Linked DNA regions of Mus musculus: regions 1, 3, 4 and 5 are each linked to region 2. A link is a contact called in public HiChIP or PLAC-seq and promoter capture Hi-C data. All regions are on one chromosome and are shown on one strand. The core of a region is the stretch at or near the end of the contact, and the rest is flanking DNA. Distances in the headings are between cores, read along the strand shown.

Region 1 (2,700 bases), core at 30-2,529, 2.1 Mb after region 2:
TTTACTCGGGTCTACAAGACTCACAACGCTCTGTGGTGGTGGTGGTAGTGGCCTATGCCTTTAATCTCAACACTGCGGAGGCAGGGGGCAGGGATCCTGGTTTCTTGAGACGGGGTTTCTCTGTGTAGCCCTGGCTCCTGAAAACAGCTGGCCTCGCCTGCTCTACAGAGCGATTTTCAGGACACCCAGAGCTACACAGAGAAAACCTGTCTCAAGAAACCAAGATTCGGGGCTGGTGAGACGGCTCAACTGTTAGGAGCACTGACTGCTCTTCCAAAGGTCCTGAGTTCAAATCCCAGCAACCACATGGTGGCTCACAACCATCCGTAATGAGATCTGAGGCCCTCTTCGGGTGTGTCTGAAGACAACTACAGTGTACTTACATATAATAAATTAAAAAACAAAAAACAAAACAAAAAAAAAAAAAACAAGATTCACAGTTCAGACTGGAGAGATGGTTTAGTGTTTAAGAGCGGTTGCTACTCCCCCCAGAGAGCCCTTTACCTAACTTTCCTGTTAGTGGATTGTTTTGGTCACACACACACACACACACACACACACACACACACACACACACGCACACACACACACACACCACCGCCTAGTGCCTTCAGTGGTTCATTCATTCATTCATTCATTTTTGAAGCGGGGTCTCTTGTAGCCTACGGTGTCCTCAAAGATCTTGAACTCCTGAGCATCCTACCTCCCCCTCTGAGTGCTGGGAGTAACTTCTTGCGCCACCATGTCTGGTTTTATGCGCTGTTGGGTATCGAACCCATGCTAGATAAACTCTTTACCCTATATTTAAAAGTCCTGGCTGGCTTAGAACTCAGCCATCGCCAGGGGGAAACCTTACCCTTCCTTTAATCATAAGCCTGTAAAGTCGTCTCTTAAGTTTCCCGCTACCTCTTCCTGGGAATGCTAACACAGTGTGTGGAATAAAGTGGTCTTCCACCTGGAGAATACATTCCGTCTGCGCATGAATCCTGAATCAAGCGCGCTTCTCTAAACGTGTCCTGCGTGCTCGGGAGATAACTCCATGGGACAGAGCGGGTCAGGCACGTAACAGCGACTTCTAAGCTCCCTAGCCTCTTCTGAGATGCAGCCATTAAGCGACTGCTGGGGAGCACGGGACTGCAACTCTATTAGAGCTGGGTAAGGGGACCAAGGTGCTAACCACTAACTCGATCCCCTTCCCACATCCCCCGGGGCTGGGACGCACGGGATCTGGAGTCCCACCCGGGGCGGGGCGCTCCCTGGCTCCTCCCTCTGAGCCTGGGTTGCTTGATCCGCTGCTGAATCTGAGCGCATCTGGCGATGTATCTCCGCAGGGCTGTGTCCAAGACTCTGGCGCTGCCCCGGAGGGCGCCCCCGGGTCCCGCGCCGCTGGGGAAGGACGGTGAGTGTCCCACACTTCTCTACCCGTCCAGGCTGGGCACCAGCGCCCCGAACCCTGGGCCAGTGAAGGAACAGTGAGGGAGGGTCTCAGGCCAGCCCTCCGAATTTCTTGGAAACTTTGGGAATAAGGACCTTTTCCAGGATGGCCTCTGAATCCAAATTAGACTTCCTGGGTTCCAGTCTTGAATTCCTGATCTCCGGCAAGTAATGTTCCTTCATTTTTTTTAAGTGACTGTGGGTTATGATCAGTAGATATGGAGTGAAAAGAACCACTTCGAAGAGGGTTTGGCTTTCTCCTAGAGTTCCACGGTTTTCTATTCAATGAACCACTAGTTTCTCCGAAGAGGTGAAGGAACGGATAGGTAGGTGGACGTGGGGTGTTCACGTGTTCGCAGGTGGGCCCTAGAAGAAGTGTCGGTTCACTGATCCCTGGCGGTGATAAACCCCCGGCTTCTTGTGGCCCTGATCATCCCTTCGAAGTGAGGCCTCGGGGTACTCTTCTGATGTTGCTGACAAGCTTGCAGCTCCGTCAGCTTCGGATTAGGGAATGCGTGAGGAAATGCGCTCTTGGAAATTTTCTAAAGAAGCAGCATCCTGGACTATAAGAGCTTACAGGCTTTGGGCTGGTTTGCAGGTCCTCTCCTAGCTGCCCACCCTCTCTGTTCATCACTCACTGGGGCACAGATCTTGGACACTAGAAAGTTAATTATTCTGTACTTTGCCCCACTCCTTGGGGCATCGGAGGCAGCATCCAAAGCAAAGATTTGACTGAGAAAGACAGAAAAACGCCTGTGGAAATCCATGAGCCAGAGCGAGCTTTGCTTTGCTTTGCTTTGCTTTAAGCACTTGTTCACCCTGCTTTGATTAGGCCTGTGTTGGTGGTGGATGGTCTCAAGAAAGAGATCTAGTCACCTATTCTTTTAAATGATGCTTAAAAGAAGTCTTCCCACAAGTACTAGAACGCCTTTCCCCTCTGTATGTGTATACCTCATAAGAGAGCAACTTGCAGAAGTGAGGAGACGCCATTTATTTTAAACTGATTATAATGGGGACTGTTCTGGTGCTCAGATAAAGAAAGAGATGAGACTGACCTCATCCTCCACAGAAAACTCTCTCTCTCTCCCTCCCTCCCTCCCCCCCCCCTCTCTCTCCCTCCCTCCCTCCCTCTCTCTCTCTCTCCCTCTCTCTCTCCATCCCTCCCTCCCCCCCACTCCCCCACCCCATCTCTCCCACAAGCACAGGCTTAGAGGCATAGGCACGCACCCATCAGAACCTGCATGTGCTCTGAGGTCAGCTTGCAAG
Region 2 (2,700 bases), core at 42-2,541:
GCTCCGGGGCTGTAGGTAGTACAAACGTAATTCCCGTACCACAATGACTTCCCAAGTTTAGCAGTGAGGTGGTTTATCTTCTATTTAAGCGGTGCAACGGACCAAGATGCAAGTTCTTACGTTACACAGGAAAGTTCAAGTTCCTCTGCTGACTACACACAACACCTCAAAGAAAGTAACTCACGACCATTATTATCTCAGACGAATTTCAGGGAACAAGGTCAATTACCTTTCGAATTTCATCCAGCACCGTCTCAAAGGACTTTTTGTCCATCTTGAGTACTATTCCGTCGTGACGTCTCACAGTTCTTGCAATTACAAAACGCTCATCCCAGGTTCGTCTCGTGGATAATACACCAGGAGGAGAAAGGAGGCGAGGAGGTAGAGTATTGCAAACTGCACCAAAACAAAACAAAAAATCCCAGAACGAAAACTTGGAAAAAGTTGGGTTTTTTTTTGTTGTTGTTTGTTTGTTTTTTTAAATAAAAATCAGACTTCAGTAGCTTCTTCACACAAAGCTTCAGCTGCTCAGAGCAGAGCGGGCTTGTGCGTTTGCAGAAATCAGGGCTCCGGAGGGTGCCGACAGCCGGGTGCTCCGGGGAAGGCCGCCGAGCCACGCTCCGCTCACCGCCGTGATCCGGGACACGTGGCCCCGCGGGCGCTCAGACCCGCCGATCCGCCCGATCCCGGGGTCCCGCAGCTCCGGCAACCGGCGGCCCCCGCAGGTCCTTTGTTACGGGCTTTCGTAGCTTCCGGGAGCGGGCGGGCGGCCGGGGCGCACTAGGAGCCGGACGAAGGGGGCCAGAGCCTTGCGAAGGGAGGCTCTCGAGCACCTCAGCGCTCATACGGCCAGGCGCCCAGCGGGTGCTCCCCTAAATGCCCCACCAGCTCCAGGGGACCTTTGATAGAGCGTGTCGCGCCCACAAGACGCAATGGTGCACCGCCACCTTAAGTCGCTTTTGCACAAATGATTAGTTTGGGGCGTCGGGGGGGGGGGGCGGGGTCCTAGTGTGGGAATATAGGCGTCCACGGCAGAAGCCTGAATGCTTGTGGAGCAGACGTGACTAAAGTCCTTTTCGGAGCGTGGTAGTCATTGTTTTAGTGTCACGATCCCCTAACTCTTCAGTTTCTCGGTGCTCTGTTTTGCTTCTTGAAAGTGAGTTTAAAGGAGCGAAGAGTAAGTAGGTCAGGAAGATCTGCGGACGCCGCCATCCTAGTGGCCAGGAGCACCTCGGCGTGGGGACCAGGGTCACTCGCTGGGCGCCTGACTCGGGGCGGAGCAAGGAGCAGGACACCCGGAATTAGTCTTCGGCGGTTCTCCGGTCGAGTTTCCCGGTGCTTTAGTCTGCCTCTGCCCTAGAGCCGGCTTCAGGCCTCGCTGACTTTCGCCTCCCAGACCCTCGCGATGGCGAGAGCCTGGGTCTGCCTGGCGGGCGCCGCCTTCTTCCTTTCCTGTCTGGTTTTGCATTCGCGCTTCTGTGGCTCGCTGGTAAATAGCAGGCAGAAGGCTGTGGGTGTGGGTGCCACCGAGGGGTACAGCCCCTGGGGTCCCAAACCTGCTCCCCTGGGGCTCAGCAGCTGACGACTCGTCCTCTCATTTAGTGTAAAAAGAATGCACGTGGGGCTGGGGAGGTGGCGCGGAGGTTGGGAGCTCGAGCAGCTTTTTCAGAGGACTCAGGTTCGATTCCCAGCACCAACTTGAAGGCTCACTCTCTCACTGTAACTCCAGTTCCAGGGAGCCTGATGCCCTCTTCTGGCCTTTGTGGGCACATGGTGCACATAAACTCACCCGAGCTCATGCACACAAGTCTAAATAAAAATAAGTAAACATCACACACACACACACACACACACACACACACACACACACACACTGGATTTTCCCCAGCTCTTACTACACTCTTAAGTCACACACACACACACACACACACACACACACACACTGGATTTTCCCCAGCTCTTACTACACTCTTAAGTCATCATTAGACTTTTCTTATGGTTGTTTTGATCTTTAGATATACAATCTTATTTCCGGCTACCTTCTGGTTGTCGAACTGAATCTGAGTATTTTGATTTTATTTGAGGTTTCAAGGACATTTTCTTTTCACGTTTCCTGGAGAATGGAGGACCCTCTTTTCCGGCTGGATTTGGGTTGGCCCAAGAATTCGGAATACTTCACTGGTGCAACATTTTGTGTTGCAGTTGATTCCCTCAACGGGTTAGTTTACGTAGCCCAAGTAAGTAGAATGCATTTTTTTTTTTTTTTAATATGTGAGCCTGTGAGGTCAAGAGAGACCAGAGTGTTAATGCGGTTATCAACTACCAGTGGTTTCCAGGATTGAACTCTGAGTGTCAGTCTTGCTTAGCAAACACTTTCATCTGCTCAGCCATCTCTTCAACTAGAGATTTTTTTTTAATTTTAATTATATACATTCAGTTTGATCACAACAGACAGGAATAATAAAAGAACAGTCAATCTGAGCATGACAAAAAGGAAAAAAAGAAGATGAACAGAAAGGAAAGAAGTGTTTCCCACCTAGATAGCCTGCTGCATTTATAGTATGCTAACTATGCAATTTAATTTTGAGTTGGCTTCAAGTGCACATTTTAGATTTGTATGCATTAGAAATTATTAAGTTTTGAAGTTAGTGCTTTTTTTTTACACACTTCTAAATTTCTTATTATACTTTCATTTTGATT
Region 3 (2,700 bases), core at 89-2,588, 2.2 Mb after region 2:
TCTTTAAGCTATGAACGAATACGTTCATTTGTCCAAGTCAAGCAAATACAAGAGAGGGCACACGAATTTCATGACCAGCAAACCCAGCGACTCCAGTCTCCCCGAGGCTGCCGGGCGGCTCTTTTCTGTTTACTAATTACCTGTCTAGTGTACTCTGACTTCTGTCGAGAAGACAGGACCAAGTCAGTTTTTGAAGTAGTTGGAGACTCCTGACTTCCTTAGTGATGCTTCTAGAATATTTTCTAGGTACAAGTTTTTTAAAGTGCAGTTCTTTCGACTGAACTGATTGTATGTTGCATAAGCGCCGGGAAGGCCAACCCAAGTTAAAAAGCCACCTCCGTGTACAGCTGCGGGACTAGGTATGAGGTCTTTTCTAGGAAGAAAAATTTGATTCATGGCTCTTTTCCAGAGGGGACATTTGCAGACTTCGCTTCCGCAGAACGTGAAGCGCGCCTCTTCCTGCCGAGGCGAGGCCCGCGTCCCCGAGGGCGGCCTGCGGCTCCCCAGCCTCAGGTGTCCGTGCGGCCGCCGGCTGCCGGCGCCCGGGACTGACTTCCTGTCTGGGCGCGGGGCGGAAGGATCGCGTTGCCAGCCGGGGCCGCCGCCGCCCCTGCCGTTAGGTGGTGGGGCTGCTGAGCCCGGCGGCGGGAGGCGGGCCGGCCGCCGCTTCCTGTCGGAGGACGCGCAAGGATCCGGGCGTCGGAGTGTGTGCGAGTGCGTGAGTGTGTGCCGCCCGCACGGCGTGTGTCTCCGGCCGCGGGTTCCGCCTTCTCCCCTGTCGCCGCCGCTCAGGGTGTAAGTCAATGTGAAGCAGCAGTTCCAGCCCCGGGATAAACATGGCGACGTCTCTGCATGAGGGACCCACGAACCAGCTGGATCTGCTCATCCGGGCCGGTAAGCACAGGGGAACTTTTCTCCCGTGCATCGGTGCAGCGGGCGAGGGGGCGCCCGGCGGGCGGGGAGCGTCCCCCGGGGCGGTCAGCGCCCCGGGTCCGGTGTCCGTCTCCGGCAGCCGGGCGGCCGCGGAGAGGGGGGAGTGAATGAAGTAATGGAGGCGACAAATCAGGAAGTGATCACCTTGGAGAGTAACCTGCCTCGGATCCGGGCTGTCGCTCCGGGGAGAGCGGCGGCGGCGGCGGCGCAGCAGCGGCAGCGGCAGGGGCCGGGCGCGGAGCCGCGGCTAAGTTGGGGAGTCGGCGCGGGCGAGTTGCGCGCTTCGCCCCAGTTGCCGGGGAACCAGGAAGTGAGCGGAGCTGTTGTCCCCGCCGCCTGCCACGCTGTCCGGCCGAGAGGGCCGCCCCTGCCCGCGGCCGGGGGCGCTGGCCGCCCGCCGCCCTCGCCTCTCACTTCCTATAGCCGCCACTTCCGCATGGACGCCGCGGCCCCCCCGGGCGCTACCCGCCAAAACGCGCCCGCCCGGCCTCCCGCCTCGTCCCTCCCGGAGCGGCGCCCGAGTAACGGTCCCGAGGCCACTTCCCGGTGCCGAGTGGGACGCCGCCGACCCGGCACCTCCCCGCCGCGGCTAACGGCGGCCGTGGGGGAACCGGGCTGCTGCCCTTCCTTCCCTCGTGGGGCGGGTGACTGAGGGTGGACGGGAAGGACACCGGGTGTATTCCGCGCAGCCGGCCCGGGGCTGCGGGACAGCGGAGGGGGACGTTTATTTTGGTCCACAGTAAGATGAAAGCGGGGAGCGGGGCGGGCGGGAGGGCGTCCTGGCCCCGGGGAAGTCTCGGCTCGGCATTGCCCCCTTTCCCCTCCCCCAAACCTCCCACCATAGCGGAAGCGCCTGGGAGAGGACAGAACGCGCGCGATTGACAGGCCCGAGGTTCCAATCTGCGCCCTGAGCTGTTCCAAATAAGAACGTTGATTTCTGGGGGCGGGACCACGGGCCCGAGCCGGGCCAATGAAGATTGGGCGGGAGTGAAGCTGACAATGTACGCATGGAATTGGAGGGAAGAGGAGTGTAAACACGGAAGTGGCCGCGGGGGTGGGGGATGTGCTGCGCCACTGCTGCAGCGGAAGGGCACGGACTTAAGTTACATAGAAAAAGCAGCTTTACTTGCTAGCAGACAGCGCAGCGAGGGCCTCGGGTCGATGTGGCACTGCTCGAACACTGTTGCTTACCGAAATTATAAGCGCATGCGGTCCCTCCTCTGGTTCTGTTTCACATCTCCATCGATGTCGGATTGGAAGATGAGAAATTGTAACCAAACGGTAGTGCTGTAAAAGATCAGAACAGTCTTTTTGCACCTATTGTTTTTAGGGATCTTGAAATTGGTAGTTTGGTGGACAAAGCAGTTCGGTTTGGAGGAAAAATTATGTTTATCTCTAAATTTAACGGAACTTTAAATATAAATAAAATCTGGACTGATAGAACTGCATGTGCTATATAACAATAACGCTGAATAGTGTGTTTTGGCTGAGGCATATTTTACACATTTCAAAAGTAGGGAAATCACAATTTATTGAGCAGCGTTTAAATGCCTTTTTGAATAGGAACTTTTACTGAAGGAGAGGAACATAATGGAACTTGGGTCCTTGTTAAAGTCAGTCCATTGATCAGTATGAATTAGTGTACAGTTTTATGTTGGGTTAGTGGTGTTTTGAGTGTCGAGTGTGTATAGTTAAAGAGATACTGTTTGGGGCAGGAGAGATGCTCCTCGGTTAAGACCACTTGTTGCTCTTGCAGAGTTGCTCTTG
Region 4 (2,700 bases), core at 162-2,661, 2.1 Mb after region 2:
GTTCCAAGTGCTGGGGCTCCCCCAGGGAGCCTGCAGGAGTCAGAGCCCAGCAGGATCGGCCCCCGCGCGCACCGGGACAACCGATGCTCTTTGTTAAAGAAACAAATACATTCCGCGGCGGCGGGGAATGGTGGTGGTGCTTGGGGGAAGAGACCTAGCATGCATAACTGCGCCTAAGAAAGACCATTAGCGAGCCGCTGCAAACGCAGGACATCCCGGGCACCGTGTCATTGGCTTTTGTGCCCTGGAAGGCGCGTGAGAGTGCCCTGCTCAGAGGCTCCCCTTTGTGTGAAAGTGTGCAAACCAGAAGCCTGCAGCTCCCGCTGGCTTCGCCCCTTTTTTTTCCCCAATTCGTGGACACTTGGAACAAGATACTCTTCCTCCACACACACGCGCTCCTTCACCCTGGCTCTGAAGATCTCGGGACTTGAGTTACTTCTCGGAGGCGGACGGGACTAGAAGCGACAAAGACTGGGGCGGGCGGTCGCGGCTCCCCGGGACCCCCCCGAACGGGGGCCGCCCGCCGCGCTCCGCAGCTGCGCGCTGGGCCGCCCGCCCGCCGGCCACCGCGGGCACCAACCGCCGCGCAGCCGGGCCGTTGGGCGGTGGTAATTTCTGGGAACGGGGCGGGGTCCGGGGTGGACGAGCTGGGAGGCGGAGCGGGCGGCGCCCCGGGCCGCGAAACGGGCGGGGCGGGGCGCCACGTGCGTCAGTGGCCGGGTGGGGCGGGCCGCGCGCTCCTGCCCGCCAGCGCCGCCACCATCCGCGGAGCCCGGGAGACGCGCGGGGACTCTGAACACCCGGGCTGACAAGAGTTTTATTTTGCAATCGCTCACTTCCCTAATGCTTAATCTACGAGTGCAGAGCGGTCCCTGGAGGTCTTGGGAGGGGAGTCCGGAGTTGGAAGGGGGGTGATGAGGGGTGACAGCAAAGACCTGAGAGTGGCCCAAGAGGTGCGCGTGTCGTCCCGGCCGGGCTGCAGGTGCACGCGCGGCCCCGCCGTCCCCACGCGCTGGTCCCGCGTCCGCAGCGCAGTGCAGCGCGCGACGTGGGGGAGTGGGGAAGCCCCGGGGACGCGGAGCGGGACGAGTGGCGAGCGTCTCCACCTGAGCAGGCGGGTTCGGGCGAAGTTGGGCGCTGAGAAGAGGGCGGGATTCGAGAGCGCAGGAGGCGGGCTGCGGGGGGCCCGAGGGCGGTGGGGAGTATAAATAGCCGGCCCGGTTTGACAGGCGCTGCGGTGACTGGCGGTGTCGCCTCCCCCGGCGGCGCGCGGGGAGGGAGGAGCGCGCGGAGCGGCCGGGTGGGGGAGGCGGACTCCAGTGTCCTGGTGGCGGCGGCAGGAGGCCGAGGGGGAGGAGCCGAGGCGGGTGCGGAGGGCGGGGGCCGGCCGCAGCTTCCCCGCGCCCGGCTGTGTCGCCGCCGTCGCCTCGGCGGTTGGGGGGGATCTGTAGGGTGGCGCGCGCGGGGGGCGCAGCGCGGTTTTGTCTCGTCCTGTGGTGCGGAGCGGCTCGCGCGGTGGCCAGGGGAGGCCCCCTCGGCTTCCCGCAGGACGCCGGGCCAACGGCGGGCGGCTGCGGCGTCTCGGCCGGTCTGCGGCCCTGAGGGAAGGGCAAGGGACTCGGCGACGTGGAGGGAGAGCAGGTAAGAGCGCGGGGACGGCGGAGGCCGGCGGGAGCGAGCGGGAGGGAGAGGGAGGGCGCGGCGAGCCAGCCCGGCCGTCCCGAGTGTCGCCTCCTCCCGGGCGCCCCCGCCCCGCGCCTGTGTTGTTTGCTCGGGCGGCGGCGGAGGGGCTTTCCGGAGGCTGGGGCGGTGACACCGGCGGAGCTGGGGGCAGGGCGGGAGCCCGCACCGGAGCGGCCCGGGGCAACGGTCGTGGCGCCGAGGGACCGCGGCGCGCGCTGTTTACCTCGCGGCGCCAGTCATCGCGCGGCGGCCGGGCTGCCGGGGCAGCGCGTCCCGGGCGGCAGTTTCCGTCGCCGTCGGGCCTGCTCCCCGCCGCCGGGGCGGGCACGACAGGTTGTACTCCGCCGTTCTTTTATTCTCACTCTCCGCCGGCCCTCCGTCGCCGCCTTCTCCTGGTTCCCCGGGGAGCCAGGCTGCGATCACTATCTGTGTTTGCAACAAAACAACAAAAAAACCCTGGGGCTCTTGGAAGCGCCTAGGTCCAGAGTCTCCTCCGGGGTCCTCCGCCGGCGGTGCTGGCCCTTAGGGCATCTCGCGGAGAGTGTCGTGGGCGCCCCGCGCGCCTCGGTACCGATTCTGCCTCAGCGGCGCTGCGCGCGGCGGCCGGACCCACTCAAGACTTTAGTGGGACATTTTTACTCTGTCAGCAAAGGACGGAAAAATAACCCACGGACCAACTTGGTGGACTGTCCTTATGGGAACCACGTTCTCAGCTGTATACCCTTTCTTTAAGTTCTTAGTACTCTATCAATAAGATGGGGGACGCGTCATTGTAACCCTGGAACATCTTTCTCGTGTTCATGACATTACTCTGTGGTTTATGCTTTAATCCGACAGTGAGAAAGTATAATAAAAACTGCGCCTCTGAGCTCAAGACTTTTGTTTTTGTTTTTTTCTCCAAGTCTCAGTTGAGAGGCAAACTGCTCACTTTCTCTAGTGGACAATGTCCATCCGGGCCCTACTGAGATAAGATTGTATATTTGTGGGTTACAGTTTCTTTAGAGTGTTGAATGACTT
Region 5 (2,700 bases), core at 146-2,645, 2.2 Mb after region 2:
GATTTGAGGGAGAAACTACTCATTTAAAAGCCATACTTGATTTATATGTAGTTTGTGACCGTCGCAATCTGCTTTTAGGCAGAAAGGAGACACTTAAAAAACACAAGATGATGTACAGAACTGACTTCATGAAAGGTTGATTTACCAGGGATTTAAGACGAAGTGGAAGACTCCCCCCCTTCCAAAACATAAATAAATTAATGAGCGTAACGAGTTAACATGTGCTATTACTACCAGGGCTTTGAGAAGATTCAGAGCCTGTAGGCCCTGCAAACCCAAGATCATGCCATTTTTAGATATTTTTTCCCCTTCATGAGGATGTCCACAAGCCGTCTGCAACCAAAGCGTTACCGCCCTGCATCGGGGGGTGGGGGTGAGGGGTAAAGCAAAACGTTAGCGACTGGGGTCACTGTGGCCACCGGGGATTCAGGGGGATCAGACACGAACGCGGAAAGCGAGGCCCCCTGAGCGGCGTTCCCTCCCTCCCGACGCGACGCCGGGGTGAACGCAGGGGACCAGCCCGCGGCGCCCATTCATTCCGCGCTCCCGCTCACCTGTTCGGGGACGCGACCTCGCGGCGCCCGAGGCCGCCGCCGCCTGCAGTTGCGGGGACTTGGGCCGAGATCCGAGCACCGGCGGGGCGAGCGTTCGGCGCGGGCCGGGCACGAGTGTGCGGCGCAGGCCGGGGGCGTCCCTGAGCAGCAGGGCCGAGCAGAGCCGCCGCGGGCTCTGATACATGCCGGGCGCCGCCGCGCTGACGAGCCGGGCCGAGCTGGGCGGGCGACGGTGGGGTGGGGGTGGCGCGGGACCGCTGCGCTGCGGGGTGTTCCTTCCTCCTCGTCCCTCGGCGCCGACCGGGCGAGCTGTGCCGGGAGGCAGACGCGGCGGCGGCAGCAGCGGCGGCTCACTGAGGCGAGGGAGCTAGCGCCGGGGAGCAACCGGCGAGCGGCGGCGGAGCGGGCGCTACCACGCGGTGGCTGCAGAGGGGGGGATCCGCGCGCACGACCAGGGCGCAGTCAGACCCGGACAGCTCCGGCCGAGAATGGACCGTCTGGATCAGTGACAGCGACTGTAGATCTCCCACGGGGCGGAGGCTGGGGGCTGGCTGACACCGCGGGGATTCGTTAGAGAGGCGTTCCGGGAGCCTCTGTCCCCTCCCGCCGGCTGCAATGGGAGCGTCCACAGGCTGGGAATCCCGGGTTGGTGCCAGCGCTGAGTGTGTGCGAGCGCGTGTCTGGGAGAACGTCCTCCCCGAGCTGTGGGCTCCACGCTCCGCGGTGCTGAAGGAGATTAGGCACCAGGACGCGCTGGCTACTTGTGTGGCGGCTGCGACAAGCATCCGCCCCTCAGGCACGAGAGGCGGAAACGGACTGCAGGGCGTTGAGCGTCAGTCCTGCCAGAAGGTCTGGTGGAATTGGCCTTGGAGCTAGCTGGGCCCTGATTGGAGGGCTGGAAGTCACACCTGGGAGACAGCACTGTAGTTATGGAAAATGAAGGCTAAGGGAATTGGGGAGGGGGGGGGGAAACAAAACAAAACAACCCCCCCCAACCCAAAACAACTGCTTGGGATGGGCCAGACGTAATTTGGACTGTTACCGAATTTAAAGCATTATCCATCCAATAAACCACTGAAAAAGCCAAATTGAAAGTGGAAAGCAGGTGCGGCGGTGAGGGCGACCGCCTTTAATCTCAGCACTGGGGCAGGGGCCCGGATCTTCAACATGGTCTGGAGAGATCCGGCCGGCCAGAGCTACACAGTGAAGCTCTGTCTCAAAATAAAAACAAAGAAACAGAAAAACACCAAACAAACAAAACCCTCAAAACAACAACAAGAATACAAACGAACAAAACTGAAAAAAGGAGATGTACTTAATATGCCCACATGGGGTAGAAGGACGAAGAGTTAACCTCTCTCTGGGATCCCAAAATGAGATTAAAGTTCAAATAGAAGGCCAGGGGTATGCACATCTCAGCAGTCCGGGTCAAAGCGATCTGACTAGATAGAACTGTGTGAATTCCCGCTTCCTGAAAGAATTCCCCCTCAAGCAAAGGCCTTTTCCTTTTCCCAGCAGGAGTTTCCTGAAGGAAATTCCCATTTCTTGGGGGGTCCATTGTTTCAATAGTCTGAGAGTCAGATGCACACACCCACATTCTCTTGAGAAAACCCTTATTTTTGTCAGCTCTGTTGCAGGGATGCTAGGATATGGTCAGAGCTGTGTTTTAATCGGATGCCATATGTTCCAGGAAAATGCTGGAGATGTTGCTCAGTGGTGGAGCACTTACACAGCACTTGAGAGGCCCAAGACTCACATTCTCACCTAAGGGGGTATGGAGAGGGAAGGGGTGGGGGGAGGCGGAGAGGGAAGCAGGAGAGAATGAGTTGAAGAAATACCTCAGGTAGGTTGTGTAAGGAGTGACTAACCCTAACCGGGAATGGAAAAGAAACTTTGAATGAGTATCGTCACCAAGGATTCAAAATGCTTTCCAGACCTGGCCTAAAACATCTAACACCCACAGGATACGGATGAATCAGCTGACAAGCCGATGACAGCATCGGGGCCAGGAACTCCTTAGCTGGTCATTATTAGCGTCTGAGGCTCAGTTTTCTTATCTGTACAGCAATCAATCGCCCATGAGTCATTAGGCAAGGCAAAGGGTCATAAGAAGGTAGCAAGTGCTTTGCAGATAGAACAAAATACA

The links. Promoter capture Hi-C pulls out the DNA fragments that hold promoters and counts their contacts. HiChIP or PLAC-seq counts read pairs in DNA pulled down with a chosen protein or histone mark. Capture Hi-C pulls out chosen DNA fragments and counts their contacts.
Region 1: an H3K27ac HiChIP or PLAC-seq map of thymic regulatory T cells shows a contact between it and region 2, with 11 times the contacts expected there. The contact joins the promoter of Mgarp here to the promoter of Nhlrc3 in region 2. A contact is called at or near these places in 5 of 39 promoter capture datasets (the C10 cell line, hippocampal neurons, liver and 1 more), 2 of 484 Hi-C or Micro-C datasets (B cells and regulatory T cells) and 6 of 115 datasets of contacts at active chromatin or transcription factors (astrocytes, embryonic forebrain, extraembryonic endoderm stem cells and 3 more).
Region 3: a promoter capture Hi-C map of liver shows a contact between it and region 2, with 4 times the contacts expected there. The contact joins the promoter of 4930577N17Rik here to the promoter of Nhlrc3 in region 2. A contact is called at or near these places in 6 of 39 promoter capture datasets (the C10 cell line, embryonic stem cells, hippocampal neurons and 2 more), 1 of 484 Hi-C or Micro-C datasets (CD4 T cells), 3 of 115 datasets of contacts at active chromatin or transcription factors (astrocytes, pro-B cells and thymic regulatory T cells) and 2 of 9 other capture datasets (adipose tissue and liver).
Region 4: a promoter capture Hi-C map of liver shows a contact between it and region 2, with 5 times the contacts expected there. The contact joins the promoter of Elf2 here to the promoter of Nhlrc3 in region 2. A contact is called at or near these places in 1 of 39 promoter capture datasets (liver), 4 of 115 datasets of contacts at active chromatin or transcription factors (astrocytes, epiblast stem cells, large pre-B cells and 1 more) and 1 of 9 other capture datasets (liver).
Region 5: a promoter capture Hi-C map of liver shows a contact between it and region 2, with 7 times the contacts expected there. The contact joins the promoter of Noct here to the promoter of Nhlrc3 in region 2. A contact is called at or near these places in 6 of 39 promoter capture datasets (the 3T3-L1 cell line, the C10 cell line, embryonic stem cells and 2 more), 4 of 484 Hi-C or Micro-C datasets (CD4 T cells, hematopoietic stem and progenitor cells and regulatory T cells), 3 of 115 datasets of contacts at active chromatin or transcription factors (bone marrow-derived dendritic cells, regulatory T cell precursor and thymic regulatory T cells) and 3 of 9 other capture datasets (adipose tissue, liver and macrophages).

What each region holds. Positions count from the first base shown.
Region 1 is chr3:51,395,126-51,397,825 of GRCm38.p6, reverse strand. Mgarp (mitochondria localized glutamic acid rich protein) reads left to right here and starts at 1,279. Exons shown (of 4, transcript NM_026358.3): 1 at 1,279-1,399. The coding sequence starts at 1,318.
Region 2 is chr3:53,461,849-53,464,548 of GRCm38.p6, reverse strand. Nhlrc3 (NHL repeat containing 3) reads left to right here and starts at 1,291. Exons shown (of 7, transcript NM_172501.2): 1 at 1,291-1,489; 2 at 2,085-2,237. The coding sequence starts at 1,406. Proser1 (proline and serine rich 1) reads right to left here and starts at 754. Exons shown (of 13, transcript NM_173382.2): 1 at 230-754. The coding sequence starts at 274.
Region 3 is chr3:51,275,399-51,278,098 of GRCm38.p6, reverse strand. 4930577N17Rik (RIKEN cDNA 4930577N17 gene) reads right to left here and starts at 1,338. Exons shown (of 1, transcript NR_073429.1): 1 at 1-1,338. The region is part of intron 4 of Elf2 (E74-like factor 2); the gene reads left to right.
Region 4 is chr3:51,339,355-51,342,054 of GRCm38.p6, reverse strand. It overlaps Elf2 (E74-like factor 2), which reads left to right and starts at 1,411. Exons shown (of 10, transcript NM_023502.2): 1 at 1,411-1,641.
Region 5 is chr3:51,223,142-51,225,841 of GRCm38.p6, reverse strand. It overlaps Noct (nocturnin), which reads right to left and starts at 1,395. Exons shown (of 3, transcript NM_009834.2): 1 at 555-1,395. The coding sequence starts at 738.